Regions from separate parts of the Zea mays genome. Here regions 2 and 3 are each linked to region 1. Evidence: chromatin contacts called from public Hi-C data. All regions are on one chromosome and are shown on one strand. Each heading gives the region's core, a stretch centred on a gene start, on an enhancer-like site or on the middle of the called end of the contact. The rest is flanking DNA. Distances are from core to core; before and after follow the strand shown.

Region 1 (4,626 bases), core at 794-3,293:
AAGCACTGGGTGTACCTTAACAGATCGCCAGTGGTCAAGACAAGAACGGTGAACAAACTGCTGAGTTCCCTTGCACATGCAAGGTGATATTAGCTCATCACCTGCAAAAACATTAAAAGAAGAATGACAAGCTCAGTTACATCATTTGTTGGCTGGATAGGGAAAGAAAACTGAAGCACCCAACCAATATATTGTATCCATCATTTCTATAGGTTCAATTACCCAAAACAAATGTTAGCCCAATATGCATCATGAATCCTGATAAACAGGCAATAAATTTCAATTTATTCACATACCAAGGTTGAATTACAAATTGGTTGTTGTTCAACATGAGCAAACTAACATTCCTGGTCTTATTTTGTTGCATGTATCCTATGGCAGTATGGCCAAGCCATATCATATTCTCTAGTCACACAGTAAATGCAGTACAGAGAATTTTATTAGACCAATTGACGAGGTAAGTAACAAATCAAAGGTATGAGTATTCTTCATATTTTTGAACATGTTACAACCAGAAAGAAGATTAACACCAGGCAGAAGCATTTCTGAATCAAAATAAAGTGAACTAACTGACATAACAAAAAATGCACTGAGGTAGCATCATAGGGACCATCACCTATCTCAGACTCATTCTCAAGGCAAATGCGGCAGCACGCAGCAGAAGAGCCGTCGGTCTCTTCATCCTCAATCTCCAGCAGGTTCACAGTTGCTGGCTGTGGCGGTGACAGCTCTACCGATGACTCTGACTCCCTGTTCTCCCTCCCAATAAGAGGGTCCGAGTCATTTGGGACCACCTCTTCCAGTTCGTTGTTCCTATCCATTAGGAGGCTGTTCTTCCCTTCTAGTTTTCACTGCAACCACTTCAATCACCACAACAGTCAAGAAATACAGAATGTGAATTAAGTACAGTTTCAGCAGCGGTACAGCAAAGAAGCCATATGGAGCTAGAAAATGTGGAAGTAAAGACCAAGGCTCTGAAGTTATAGGTCCAAACAAGTTGAACATTGACTAAGAGATTAGGTGCATGGAGAATTGCACTTGTACAAGACTTGGTCGGAGTACTATATACACAGCGCAAAATTGACCAGGATGTTCACCCTTCAAAATTAGCACAAAAAATCCAGATGAAAACAGTGTATCAACAATAGGGTATGCAATTGAACCAATCATAGGGCTAACGCAAAATAACATACTGCAAAAGACGAAGGAAATGGTCCGAATGCACCCCCAATCTCTCCCAAAAAGGGGAGGAAGGGATAGAAATTATCAACAGATGCAATTCAACTTCCATCTCAAGAGCAATTGCGCCCCGCTGCAAACGATTCGTGCGAAAAGCCCCAGGTTCCGCCACTAAAATGCCACCGATCTCCCACGAAAAAAAACACAGCAGACGACGAAACCCACAGAGAGTAACCGCGTTCCGAACATGAGAAACAAGCGAACAGGGCGGCGAATCAGCAGCGAGACTGCGAGAGGGAAGCGAACGAAACCAAGCCCGTCACCGGAGCACGACTCCTCTGCCGCCCTTTGGTTCGGGGGGATTCGAGAATTTTCGTGGGGTAGCAGCGAGGGCAAGGAAGCGAAGCGAGCGGGAGGAAGGAATGATACCAGACGTGTAGGTGGCGATCGAGAAAGCGGTCGAAATTTCCAAGGGGAACGGCGCGTGGAGCAGTCAGAAAAAACTCTATTGCATAATAATAGGAGGATTCGAGGCTCTCAGTCGTTAAAAAGAAAATTATTGCATAGAATTAGGAGGACGCTCTCTTAGGCGCTGGGACAACGACGAGCCCAACCAGACCTACCATCCCATCCGAGGAGCCGTGGATTCGCGAGGAAATGTCACATCCGTTGGAACGCGAAGACGTGCGAGGAAGAGGAGCGGGGAGGGGGGCTGCCGAGTGAGAAGTCAGCACCTGCGGACTCGAAGATGCAGCTACCGTCGCCGGTCTATGCCGAGAGGGCGAGGGAGGCGGCGCTGGCGCCGTCGGCGAGGAGGAGCCGCACCCGCACGTCAAGGGGAGAGGGAGGCGACGGGTCAGACCGTCAGAGACAGGATCACCCACTGGACACGGCCCACGACAAGTAAAAAATCATCTCGGACGTGACCGCGCTTGCTTTGTCATGCAGTTGAACGCCTATATGGGCCGCAATTCGCCCAAGGCCCGGCCTCGTCGAAGCACTTGTTAAATCGTGACGGCTTGATGGGCTCGAAACCGTGAGGTCTTTTTTTTTTCTCTTGATAAAACAGAACCGTGAACTCCTTTTTCACATGCACGACTGTATGCGGGTTAGAAATGGCGATCGGTACCCTATCCGACGCAGGTATAGATGATTTTGATACCTGCGGATATGTTAATGAGTAACAATTTCTACCTATTGAGTAAACAAGTAAGGGTGGATACTATTCATACCCATATATCCGTGGGTAAAATATACACATGTTATATCACTATTATTATCTAAAAAAATCCATCATAGATAAAATAAAACTCTCCTTTAGCTATTGTTTATTTAACTATCATGTTGTGCAATTATATGGTTCGTAATATTTCAAGTTAAACTTATTTTTGAGTATTTATTTGACATTTTGAGTGATCGGAATAATATAATTTGAGATCTTCTTAACGGGTACGAGTTACCCGACGGGTAAAATTGCCCACGCAGGTACAGACATGGGTAAGATTTGATACCCGCGAGTGTATATGGATAACCCAATGGGTATAATTTTTGTGATGGGTACTGGTATCGAATGCTACTATCCGACGCGTATATACCCATTGCCATCTCTAATGAGGGTCATCTCAAAAGGGAGTGTTGCCATTCCGCATGTGGCAGCTATATCCATTTCGCCCATTAACCACCGTCTGGTCCATTAATAGTACGTGTAATAATGGTTTACTAGATGAGTGTTCGTGCGTTGCAACGGAACCGTATAATAACACGATAGCAATGTCGTCCTCCTCCTTGATCTTCTTCCAGCAGAGGCTCCTCGCAACTGCCTCAATGGCTTTCTGCTCTGCATCTAGGTCCTCTTTAGTCCTGTGCCACCCCTTCCAGTGTTTCTTCCAGTTGATTAGGGGTCCAGACAAAATCAAATAACCTCTAGGACGCAGGATACGATCAACCTCTATCAAGTACAACCCATCTGCACATACATAGGAGCAGGAAGCAATGGGTAATCAGCTGGAGACATTGAAGGCTTGTAGTCCTGGGGGATAGTAATTCAACATACCATAAAGCTGCCATAGGATGAGGCAATGAGATCAGTGCGCCATGTCAAAGGAATGTGCCGGATAAGCGAACCGATTAGAGGCAAGGACCCCAATCATCGCCACGCTCTAGTGCAAACTGAACCTGCGCCTTGTGGGAGTCTCGCGGGACGAAGGACATTGCAAGGATGTTGCATGACAGCAATTATGCTCCCAGCTCGCCACCTGCGTAAAGTCAAATTCATTGATTGGCTACTGTAATGTTGCGCAAGCACTACAAGTACATGTGATTATTCAGAACCAAATTTCACAGAAAAAGTGACATTGCCCAAGAAATACAACCCTCATAATTATTTGGAAGGTGATCTAGCGCAACTCATAGGATTAGAACTCATAGGATTAGATTAATATCGCTACATGTACATACTTTATTCATTACATTTCATCATAAAACAACCAAATAATTAATATAATCTCCGAGAAATAAAATAACAACTTTAGTTGGTTTTACATATATAAAGTTTATACTACACTATTTATAACCATTGCCAATCATCTCATTTGTTACAAACTGTCTTGATAGATAAATAATGTGTCCTCGGTTCAGCAAATGATTCTATTGACATAGACAAACTCACCTATATAGATGGACAATGCACAGGAGACAGGATTGAGATGTACCAAAAATTGTAGTGTTAATACCTTAAAACCACTAATTTACCAAGCCTGAGAGATCCATTATTAATAATTTGATATCATAATGACCTTTAAAGATATCATATTTGGGAAAGCTTCAACCAAAGAGATAGGACGAGCTCTGTCTATACTGCTGAAATTAAACCATAGGGGACAACAGTAGTACAAATAAAATAAAACACGATAGGGCAATGGAACACCTTGCCTTGGCCTTGCCCAGGACCTCGTCGGGTACTGTCGTCTTTACTTCTGCCTCCACCGAAACCTATCAGAGAAATGGAAGCAGGATCAGATAAGGCTGCGTGGAACAGAGATAAGGCGAGGCGGAACACGGCGAGTGGGAGCAGCACAAATCACCTCGGCGCCAGGGAGGTCCCTGGGAGCGTGTGTTCCTCCGGGTCGCCTCTTGGAGATGAGGAAGCATGCAAGTGGGAGGATTCGTGTGACGGAGAAGCTGGCGGTGGATGCGTAACGGAAGAGGCGGCGACCATTGCGGCGATTGAAATGTCACGGAGGATTTGGGTGAGACAGGTGGTTGTTGTGTCGCGGTGGATTTGGGTGAGACATGAGGAAAATGAAGATGGCCACCAGTCAAAGCTGGAAAAAAAGAAATATTCAAGTCAGAAATATTGTATAAGCCTGATTTAAAAATAAACGATCGAGTAATAAACAATTAGTGATGTCTTAGGGATAATAGACTAAACATATTAAAGCTATCTAG
Region 2 (4,626 bases), core at 1,522-4,021, 220 kb after region 1:
ATCTTCATATCAGTCGCCCTCGTTGTAGAAGCCCTCTTGATGAAGCTCTCTGCGCGGGGGCCTTTGGTTCTGGTCATCTTGAGCAAGATGTCGAAGCTCTTCAGAGGCTTCGTCTATCTGCCTTTGAAGATCAGCTAAACGAGCCATCTTCTCCTTCTTCCGTTGGACCTGTTGATTGATCATCTCCAAATTTTGGATTTCTTGATCCAAGTCGTCCTCCGGAGGCGTTGGACTGGTGGCCTTCCTCTTCTGGCTTCGGGCCTCCCTAAGAGAAACGACATCTTGATTGGGGTCCAGCGGCTGCAGAGTGGCAGCCCCTGTAGCTGAAGATTTTTTCGGTGGCATGACGAAGGTGATGCTTGCCGAAGGTGTTCAAAACTCAAAAAATGGACGTGAGTTCACCGGAGGTGGGCGCCAATGTTGGGGACTTGTTCTCAAATGCTAAGAACTAAGAACAAGGCAACATAAAAAGTGTTTAAATGTCAAATTCCTTCGTCCTTTTAAACATTATGCCCCTTCGGATATAATGAATTTTGGACGAAGGTTACGAAGGAAAAGACCTTCGTAAGATTGATAAATGATAAAAAAGAGCACATATATGAAACACGAGTAATGATATGAGTATTATCATCAACTTATTTTTATTACCAGATTCATAAAGACAAATTACGAATATACCTTCAGATTGATGAGAAGTAAGGGTATAGATGTGATGCGAAAAAGCGTCTGCCAAGTCAGCGTGAACAGTACGGGAGTACTGTTCATCTATTTATAGGCACGGGGCGCAGCCCGTGTAAAATTACATTGATGCCCTTTACATTTATCAATAACTTTATAGCAATTCTTCGAGGTCTAATTTGACTTTTCATCTTTAAGTCGGTTCCTCTTTTCTTCCGTCATGCCGAAGCTTTTCTGCACATAGCTTTGTGATCGTCTTATCCTTCATCGTGGTCGCTTTCCATCCCAGTCAAGCTTCGTCTTAACCATGCTCTTGTACACCCGCAACCTGACTCCGAAGATACTTGTTCACATGTTTCACTCGAAAAATATTGTCAAATCATGTTTTTGAGGACCTTCGGAAGCCGAAGGCCCCCAACAATATCATCAGTTTCATCTTATTGTAGAAGGAGAGGCTTGTTGTCAACAGCATTGAGGTGCTCTTTAGTAAGAGTTTTCTTCAGTTCAGTAGAAGCCAGTGAAGAACTGCCAACCTCAGTTGATGCTTCAGCAGAATTGAAATGAGCCTCAAAACTAGGCTTATCAGACTTTTCCTTCTTTAGGGATTGTTGATACAAAAGAACAAGGTGCTTAGGGCAAGTGCAGTCCCTAGCAAAATGGCCCTCAGTACCACATTTATGGCAAACTCTGTTGCCCTTAGATGGTAGAGGCTTGCCTTTTCCCTTTCCTTGCCCTTTCTTGTGGAATTTGCGCTTATTGAATTTGCGAGGTCCAGGGGGATTCTTTCTTGAATCCTTTCTTATTCTCAGTCTTATGCACATTGAAATGCACCTCAGGCAGTGGGGTAGACCCTAGAGGGTGCCACTGAGCATTCTTTAGAAGAAGCTCATGATGTTTTTCTGCTTGGGTCAATGTGTGCATGAGTTGAGAATATCTCTAGAAATTGTTAGAGCGATACTACTGGTGCAATATCCTATCCTCTAGGAGCATGGTAGATAGAGTCTTCTCTATCTTATCTGCTTTAGAGGGCTCTTTCTCGCAAAAATTTAATTTAGAACAAATACTATGAAGAGCATGGTTATATTCTGTGACAGATTTAAAATCTTGCAGGCGAAGGTGGTTCCACTCATGGTTGGCTGACGGCCATATGAGTTCCTTCTGTTGTTCATAGCGCTCTTTTAGAGCTTTCCACAAGTTGTGAGGTCATCTCTCCATAAGTACTCCTGCTTAAGGTCCTTATGGATATAAAGTCTCAAAAGGAAAAGTGCAGTGTTATTTTTCACTTCATTAGCTGGAGCAGTACCCGTGATAGGTGCTGCTATAACATCAATGATCCCACGAGAAGCAAAAGTTATTTCAATATCTGAAGCCCAAGTTGGGTAGTTATGCCCATCTAGGGCGAGTTCCTCGAACTCTTTGGTTGACATGTTCCTACAGTCATGACCATGGACATCCATTAATTTACTCATAAATTAATAGTCACAATGGTGATGTTGTAAGGTCAAATGCAAAAACCTTAAAATTACATGTGATATGAGTTGCCTGAAGGTTCCAAACCTTCTAATCGAATAAATACTTTGAATATTAGTGAGCATTGTATAGATAATCCTCAAATTAATGAGGTAGATCTCCTAGTAGTGGGCAAGAAACTTGCTGCCTAAAAGCACGGTCTCAGGGCTGATAAGTTCATTAATGAACAAACTGCAGCCAATGCTTAGGTCTCCATTACCCATGCTCGACTAATTATCAAAATAATATTCAAGAACTCTATATCCTGTTATTTTGGATAGCACGTATAGGTAATCATCTCGGGAGATGTAGACCTCATAGAGATAGGCATTTAAAATGATGTCTTAAGCACGGTCTCTGGGCTACTAAATTTAATAAAAGAATTTAGCGCAGCCAATGCTTAAGACTCTATCTCCCTATGCTATTAATCCAAAATAATATAATTTTATTTTGCATGAAAATTATTAAGTATGAACTTAATAAAATGCTATATTTGTATGCAAACATAAAAGAATGCAAAATAATAGCAAGTACAGATATGTGAATTATTAATGTAAAAACAAACAATAATTCACGAACTAAAGTCTGCTATATTCATAATAAAACGGACAGGTATTTACAATATATGTAGCAATCCGCAATCTAAATAACAAATTTAGACGCCTAACACAAGTTAGAACAGAAATTACATATAAAAACTGAGTTTTGTACTAAATTTCAGAATTAAAATGATAAAATGGGCCTTTTCTGGTCCATGGAAGCAGCCCAGGCGGCCAACCAGGCGGACCAGGCAGCAGACTGGTGGCTAGCACACTGGCCCAGCCAGGCAGCCCACTAGGGAGCCACACGCCTATTCTATATGGGGTGGCTAGGGTTTCAAAAGGAAACCCTAACCACCTAGACCCTGCAGCCGACGTCGCCGCCGTGTGGTCTGCGCCTCCACGGTCTGCGCCACCAAGCTCCTGATCCGCTGGGCTGACGCCGCCGCACAGGCTGTCTGCTTCACGAGCAGGAGTCTTCCGCCAGCCGGCCACCTCATTCCGCACGCCAGGAGGTCACGTAAGGAGCAGGCTTGGGAGCCACGCCTGGCGCCATTCTCCGAGCCAAGCGTGCCCACGCCGGGATCCAGCCCTCGCCTGGCCATCCTCTCCTCGGACGGTCGCGCCTGGGCTTCCTCGCCGAGCGCCCCCACGCCGGGCCACCTCGGGCACCGGAGCGCCACTACCAAGGGCCGACCGAACCAGCACCGGGGGCGAGCCATAGTCTGGTGCCAAGCACCCGCGCCGGCCGAGCGCGCTCACCGAGGAGCCGCCGGGTGGGCTTCTTGCATCGCGCCATGGCTGCCATGCCGCGGTCGGCGTCCGTGCCCGAGACAGCAGTCGGTGCCATAGCCACCTGCCATGGTCCAGTCCTGCGCCGCACCAAGCGCCATGGGCCGACTGGATCTTGCCCACACCGGAGATGCTCCAAGTGGCGCCCGCGCAGGGGCTGTATCCCTGCTCCCCCACCCCTCCCCCCAACCGGCCGTCGTGGCGGCAACCACCACCAGCCGGACAGAGGGCCATTAGGCCCTCCCATTTGGGGAGGAAGATGGGGCCACCCCGTTTGGGCGGTGGCCAGTGAAGATGATGCGGTCGCGCGTGGCATCAACGGCGCGAGGAGCTGTCCACGACGGGCAGCGATGGTCCCAACGACCACCAAAGTAGGCGGAGATGGGGAACGACAAGCAACTGTCGTTGTAGTGGGTCGAGGAGGCGGTGGTACCACTAGATCGACGTCCATGGGTGCGGATGTAGATGACCCCGCGTCACCCACCGGCACCGGTGGTGACGGGGACACAGTGGGGAGGCCGCACTCCACCACCGACAGTGGAACCACCACTGTCCATCCATGGAGAACATAGAAGTGCACGTTTTGCACTTGCACACGGCGTTCAGGGATGGCATGCACTGGTGGAAGTGTTGTGTCTTGCCCAGCAGCAAACGCCTCCAACCTCGCATCATCAACAATGTGCAGAACTTTGTGCATACGACGTATGCGCATGGAAATGGTTTGCTTCATACCTTGCTGTTGATTTGCATATCACTATTGTTGTTTTTGTCAAGAATAGCAAGTGTTCTTCCTTCTTCCTCTGATCTTTCTTGGGACAGTGTTGATAACGTATTAAGAGTTGAGTGCTCAATAGTAGAATCAGTGGAGAGGGAGAGACAAATGATAGGACTGTTATCTTGTTTATTGCAGAGATCCTCTTTATATACATATGTACAAAAGGGTCTCCAAGGGGTGTGACCCTTGGATAATAACTATAACAAATGGATGGTTGGATGGGCCTTGATCACGTGTACAATATTTTGTAACACTAGGCTCCTCGTTCACCCTGCTCTGCAACAGCGCTTCCTCTTAGGCCTCCACTTCGAGGTCCAAAATGTTGTTATTTTC
Region 3 (4,626 bases), core at 690-3,189, 140 kb after region 1:
TCATAGTCGTCGCCGCCGTGGACGGCGCTGACAGGGTCGACGATCAGTTGCTAGAGCGGAGGGCGCTGTAGCCGCGTGCGGTGCAGGACGCGGTTGGTGCTGTATTCGTTGAATTTGGGTGCGCCCACGATGCAGACCACGAGGAGGTTGGGGACGGAGTATGCGCCACGGTTGATGCCCATTCTCGAACACCTGGTGGACGTGGTCGTGAGAACCTCCTCCTCCTCTGCGTCGGTGTTGGGGACGAGCGGAGGTAACGGATCCAAGTGCTTGATCCTCGCCTTGATGATGAGGTCGAAGTGCCTGTCGACGGCGATGAGCGTCTGGACCAGCCCTGAGGTCGTGTGTTCGACCTCGTCCACGATGCTCCAGATGTGCTGGCTGATGCCGCCGATGAGCCCATCGTGGATCTTCTTATCCGGGTTCCGACGGAACAACGTCGCGCCCTCGGGGAGGCACGGGTAGCGCGGTGATCCACTGGTGTCGACGTTCGAGTCGAGCGTCGCGTCGGGGTTGAGCGGCGCATGGACGTGGACAGCGCCTGAATCGTCGTCAGCCGCGTTGGCGCTCGCGGCGTCCTCGTCCAACCCGTCGAGCTCCTGGAGGAGGTCGTCGTCAGGGTTGGCGATAGTACCGACAGACGATTGTGGCGTGGTGTAGCGGTCGTCGTCGTAGAGTGGCGGGATGAAGTGGTCGAATACCGAGCCGGCGAGGAGCGTGGTCAATGAAGGCATCTCGTCGGACCCCAGGTACGCAAGCACCGTGGCGGTCTGCTGCAGGCCAAAGTCGTTTCCTGAATCCAAGGACGCCACCTTCGCAGCGTCGTCGTGGACGAGAGGCGGAAGGATTGCCTCGTCGCGGTACTGTGTGTTGAAGATGGAAGGAGGAGGCGCGGATCCATCGAAGGGGGAAGTGTGCTCGCGTGCGTACTGCTCGCCGCAGCGACCCACCAGTGCATCGGTCAAGCGTGCCTCCATGCGCGCCAGTGCGTCTAGAATATCCTGCATCGTGGTCTCCATCAAGATCGATTCTTAGTCTGATACCAAATGTTAGCAACACCTGGAAAGGGGGATAGGAGAGGAAGAGCTCAGAGGAGAATGAGACTTGGAGAAGGGAATATCTGGGAGAAAGACGAGTTTGTCTGATGTTTGATAGCTAAATTGTTCATGCCCTATTACACAAGTGTTTGTCTTTTATATAGTACTGCTAGAATATCAAGCGACCCATAGATAGCCGACCCACTACTTGGCCCATATTGTCTCAGTAACCTTAGCGTTTGGACGATGGACTCTCGTGTCCCGTGACTTGTTCTCGCTGTATGCTCATTGCTCCTGTCTGAGATGCTGACACACCCCGAAATCCTAAAAATTACCGTTAACCGAGAATTTCTATATAGTGTTGTCTGTATCGTCGAATTCGGGGACTCTGGCCACACCAAGTCACCAACACTACCTTTGCCTCCGTTGCGGGGCAATGCCTCTTTACTGTTCCGAGTTCCGACGCCGTGGACAACGCCAACTAAACCGTCTTGCGTCTCCGCCACTCCACCAGTCCACCGCTTCGGTAGCTGGTGCCTGGTGGCCCGTGGCTGCCCCCGCCCCGGCCAACATTACTCGCCAGCCGCGCATAGAGATGCCACACGCACGTACGTACAGCAGCAGTAGCATTTCCCTACGCCTACGCGCCGTGCGAGGAGCGGGTACAACACAACATGAACGTGGTACCACTGGTACAGCAGCAGTAGCGTTTCCGGCCACAAAGGATCCCAACCTGTTCGTGCCGTCGTCCATTGAATTCCGGAGCCGGACGCGCACGCCGGCCAACGCGGCCGTGGCTACCCGTCCGTACCTTGCCACTGACACACCGGGCCCGCGCTGAGCCCAGCGGCGTGGCGATTCGACCCGGCAATCTTGCGGTCCCACACCTTACCCGTCCCTTGGATTCGTGAATACCCGTGACGCTGGCCTCTGGGCCCCTGGCGGCCCGTCCAGCTCTGCTCCAGTGCGGAGACAGGCGAGAAGAGAAGAGACAGACGCAAATCGCCCCGCCTTTTGGTGCAGGGATCGCGGCGCTTTACAGCCACCGCCGCGTGGTCCCCACGCGTTGGCGGGCGTGAGCTGGGCAGCTGGCGTCGTCTTCCTCGCCCCGGCTTCTCGTGCCCTCGCCGCTGTGCGAGACCGGGTTCAAACCGGCGCAACCGAGAGGGGGTAGTCCCGTCATTATCACGCCGGGGAGGCTGCAGCCCTAGCTAAAATCTGCTTCCCCACCCACGGCGGGCGGGACCCACGCATGTGCCACCGGCCCTCTCCCCTTGCCCATGTGCCCTGTACTACCTCTCTCTCTCTCTCTCTCTCCACTTAAAATCTCACCTCCAAAACTAGTCCAGTCTCTCTCTCTTCTCCTCTCTTCTCTAACTCTGCCTCTCTGACGCAATGCCGTTCCCCACCGCCTTCACCGCGCGGCGGCGGCGGCACGAGGGCGCCGCGGGTCGTTGGTGCGGGCTCGTGGTCCTGGTTCTGATGGCGCTCGAGGCTGGCGCGGCGGCGGAGACGTCGCCGTCGGACGTGGCGGCGATGCGGGCTGTGGCGAAGGCGCTTGGCGCGGACAAGACGCTGGGATGGGACGTCGCCGGCGACCCCTGCTCGCCGAAGCGGTGGGACGGGGTGTCATGCGACTCGTCGGGCCGCGTCACCGCGATCCAGGTCGGTGCGCGCGGCCTCACGGGGACCCTGCCTCCGGAGGTGGGCGACCTCACCGAGCTCACCCGCCTCGAGGTTTTCGACAACAAGCTCTCCGGCCCGCTGCCCTTGCTCCCGGGGCTCTCCTCGCTTCAGGTTTTACTTGCCCATAACAATAGCTTCGCCTCCATCCCCGCCGACTTCTTCAAAGGCCTCACCGGGCTCACCGCCGTCGCCATCGACTACAACCCGTTCGCGTCGTGGACGCTCCCCGCCTCCCTCGCCGCCTGCGCCTCCCTCGCCAACTTCTCGGCCATCAGTGCCAACGTCTCTGGCACGCTCCCGGACTTCTTGGGTGCGATGCCGGCGCTCCAGCGGCTGTCGCTTTCCTTTAACCAGCTGTCAGGACCCGTACCGGCGTCGCTGGCCGGCGCGCCGCTGGTGCAGCTCTGGCTCAACGGCGCGCACCTCAATGGGTCGATTAGCTTTGTCAGCAACATGACGTCTCTGGAGCAACTGTGGCTGCATTCTAACGAATTCACTGGGCCCTTGCCGGACTTCGCGGGGTTTGATGATCTATGGGATTTGCAACTTCGCGACAACATGCTCACAGGGCCGGTGCCTGAGAGTCTTTTCAAGCTGAAGGCTCTGAAGAACGTGACCCTGACGAATAATTTGCTGCAGGGTCCGATGCCTCAGATTCCCAATGGACTTCATGCTGATATCGAAGCAGATACAGAGCGGTTCTGTGTGCAGGAAGCCGGGAAGCCGTGCAATCCCCTTGTGAGCCTGCTGCTTGAGGTTGCGGCTGGGTTCATGTACCCAAAGGCACTTGCTGAGGATTGGAGGGGGAATGATCCATGTATGTTTCCGGGTGTTACTTGCATCCAAGGTAACATTACTGGGCTGACTTTTGCCAACAAGGGTCTCAGTGGTAGTATCTCACCGGCCATTGGGAAGATTAGCTCACTTAAGGTGCTAGATCTTGCTAACAATAACATCACTGGTACTGTGCCTGAGGAGGTTGCCGTGTTGCCTTTGCTGACAAAAATTGATTTGTCAAACAACAATCTCTATGGGAAACTTCCTACCTTTGCTTCCAAGAATGTGGCGGTGAATACTGCTGGTAACCCTAACATAGGCAAGGATGCTCCTGCACCAACTGCAGGACCAGGTAGTAGCAACAACAGTCCATCGGGAGGAAGCAGTAGCGGAAGCAGTGGTAACAATGGGAATGGGGGCTCCTCTTCATCTTCTGTTGGAGTCATTGCTGGCTCAGTGGCTGGTACAGTTGCTGGACTAGGCCTTGTTGCTGCATTAGGATTCTATTGTTACAAGAGAAAACAGAAGCCTTTCGGAAGGGTGCAGAGTCCACATGCCATGGTTATCCATCCGAGGCACTCAGGTTCAGATGACATGGTTAAAATCACAGTTGCAGGGGGAAATGCTAATGGTGGTGCTCGCGCAAGTGAGACATATAGCCAAGCGAGCAGTGGTCCACGGGACATCCATGTTGTTGAAAGTGGAAATATGGTCATTTCAATCCAAGTTCTCCGCAATGTGACCAACAACTTCAGCGAGGACAACATCCTTGGTCGAGGAGGGTTTGGCACTGTTTACAAGGGTGAACTTCATGATGGCACGAAAATTGCTGTAAAGCGGATGGAGGCTGGTGTGATGGGTAACAAGGGGCTAAATGAGTTTAAATCAGAGATTGCTGTTTTGACCAAGGTTCGTCACCGGAACCTTGTTTCGCTGCTGGGCTACTGCCTTGATGGCAATGAGAGGATTCTTGTGTATGAGTACATGCCACAGGGGACACTGAGCCAACACCTGTTTGAGTGGTCAGAGAACAATTTGCGACCATTGGAATGGAAAAAGCGGCTTAGTATTGCACTTGATGTTGCAAGGGGCGTTGAGTACCTTCACAGCCTTGCCCAGCAGACCT

Evidence for each region. A called contact is a pair of places that touch in the nucleus more often than the background predicts.
Region 2: a Hi-C map of ear shows a contact between it and region 1, with 1.8 times the contacts expected there. The contact joins the promoter of LOC109943537 here to the promoter of LOC100282293 in region 1. A contact is called at or near these places in 2 of 25 Hi-C or Micro-C datasets (ear and endosperm).
Region 3: a Hi-C map of bundle sheath shows a contact between it and region 1, with 4 times the contacts expected there. The contact joins the promoter of LOC103643907 here to the promoter of LOC100282293 in region 1. A contact is called at or near these places in 7 of 25 Hi-C or Micro-C datasets (bundle sheath, ear, endosperm and 2 more).

The regions. Positions count from the first base shown.
Region 1 is chr1:275,381,067-275,385,692 of Zm-B73-REFERENCE-NAM-5.0, reverse strand. LOC100282293 reads right to left here and starts at 2,043. Exons shown (of 7, transcript NM_001291590.1): 1 at 1,914-2,043; 2 at 617-860; 3 at 16-101. The coding sequence starts at 821.
Region 2 is chr1:275,166,300-275,170,925 of Zm-B73-REFERENCE-NAM-5.0, reverse strand. It overlaps LOC109943537, which reads left to right and starts at 2,771. Exons shown (of 1, transcript XM_020546901.3): 1 at 2,771-4,525. The coding sequence starts at 3,524. The coding sequence ends at 4,090. It overlaps LOC100304182, which reads right to left and starts at 4,443. Exons shown (of 1, transcript NM_001165637.1): 1 at 3,070-4,443. The coding sequence starts at 4,248. The coding sequence ends at 3,409.
Region 3 is chr1:275,240,226-275,244,851 of Zm-B73-REFERENCE-NAM-5.0, reverse strand. LOC103643907 (receptor protein kinase TMK1) reads left to right here and starts at 1,939. Exons shown (of 2, transcript XM_008667078.4): 1 at 1,939-4,626. The coding sequence starts at 2,433. It also overlaps the pseudogene LOC100383842.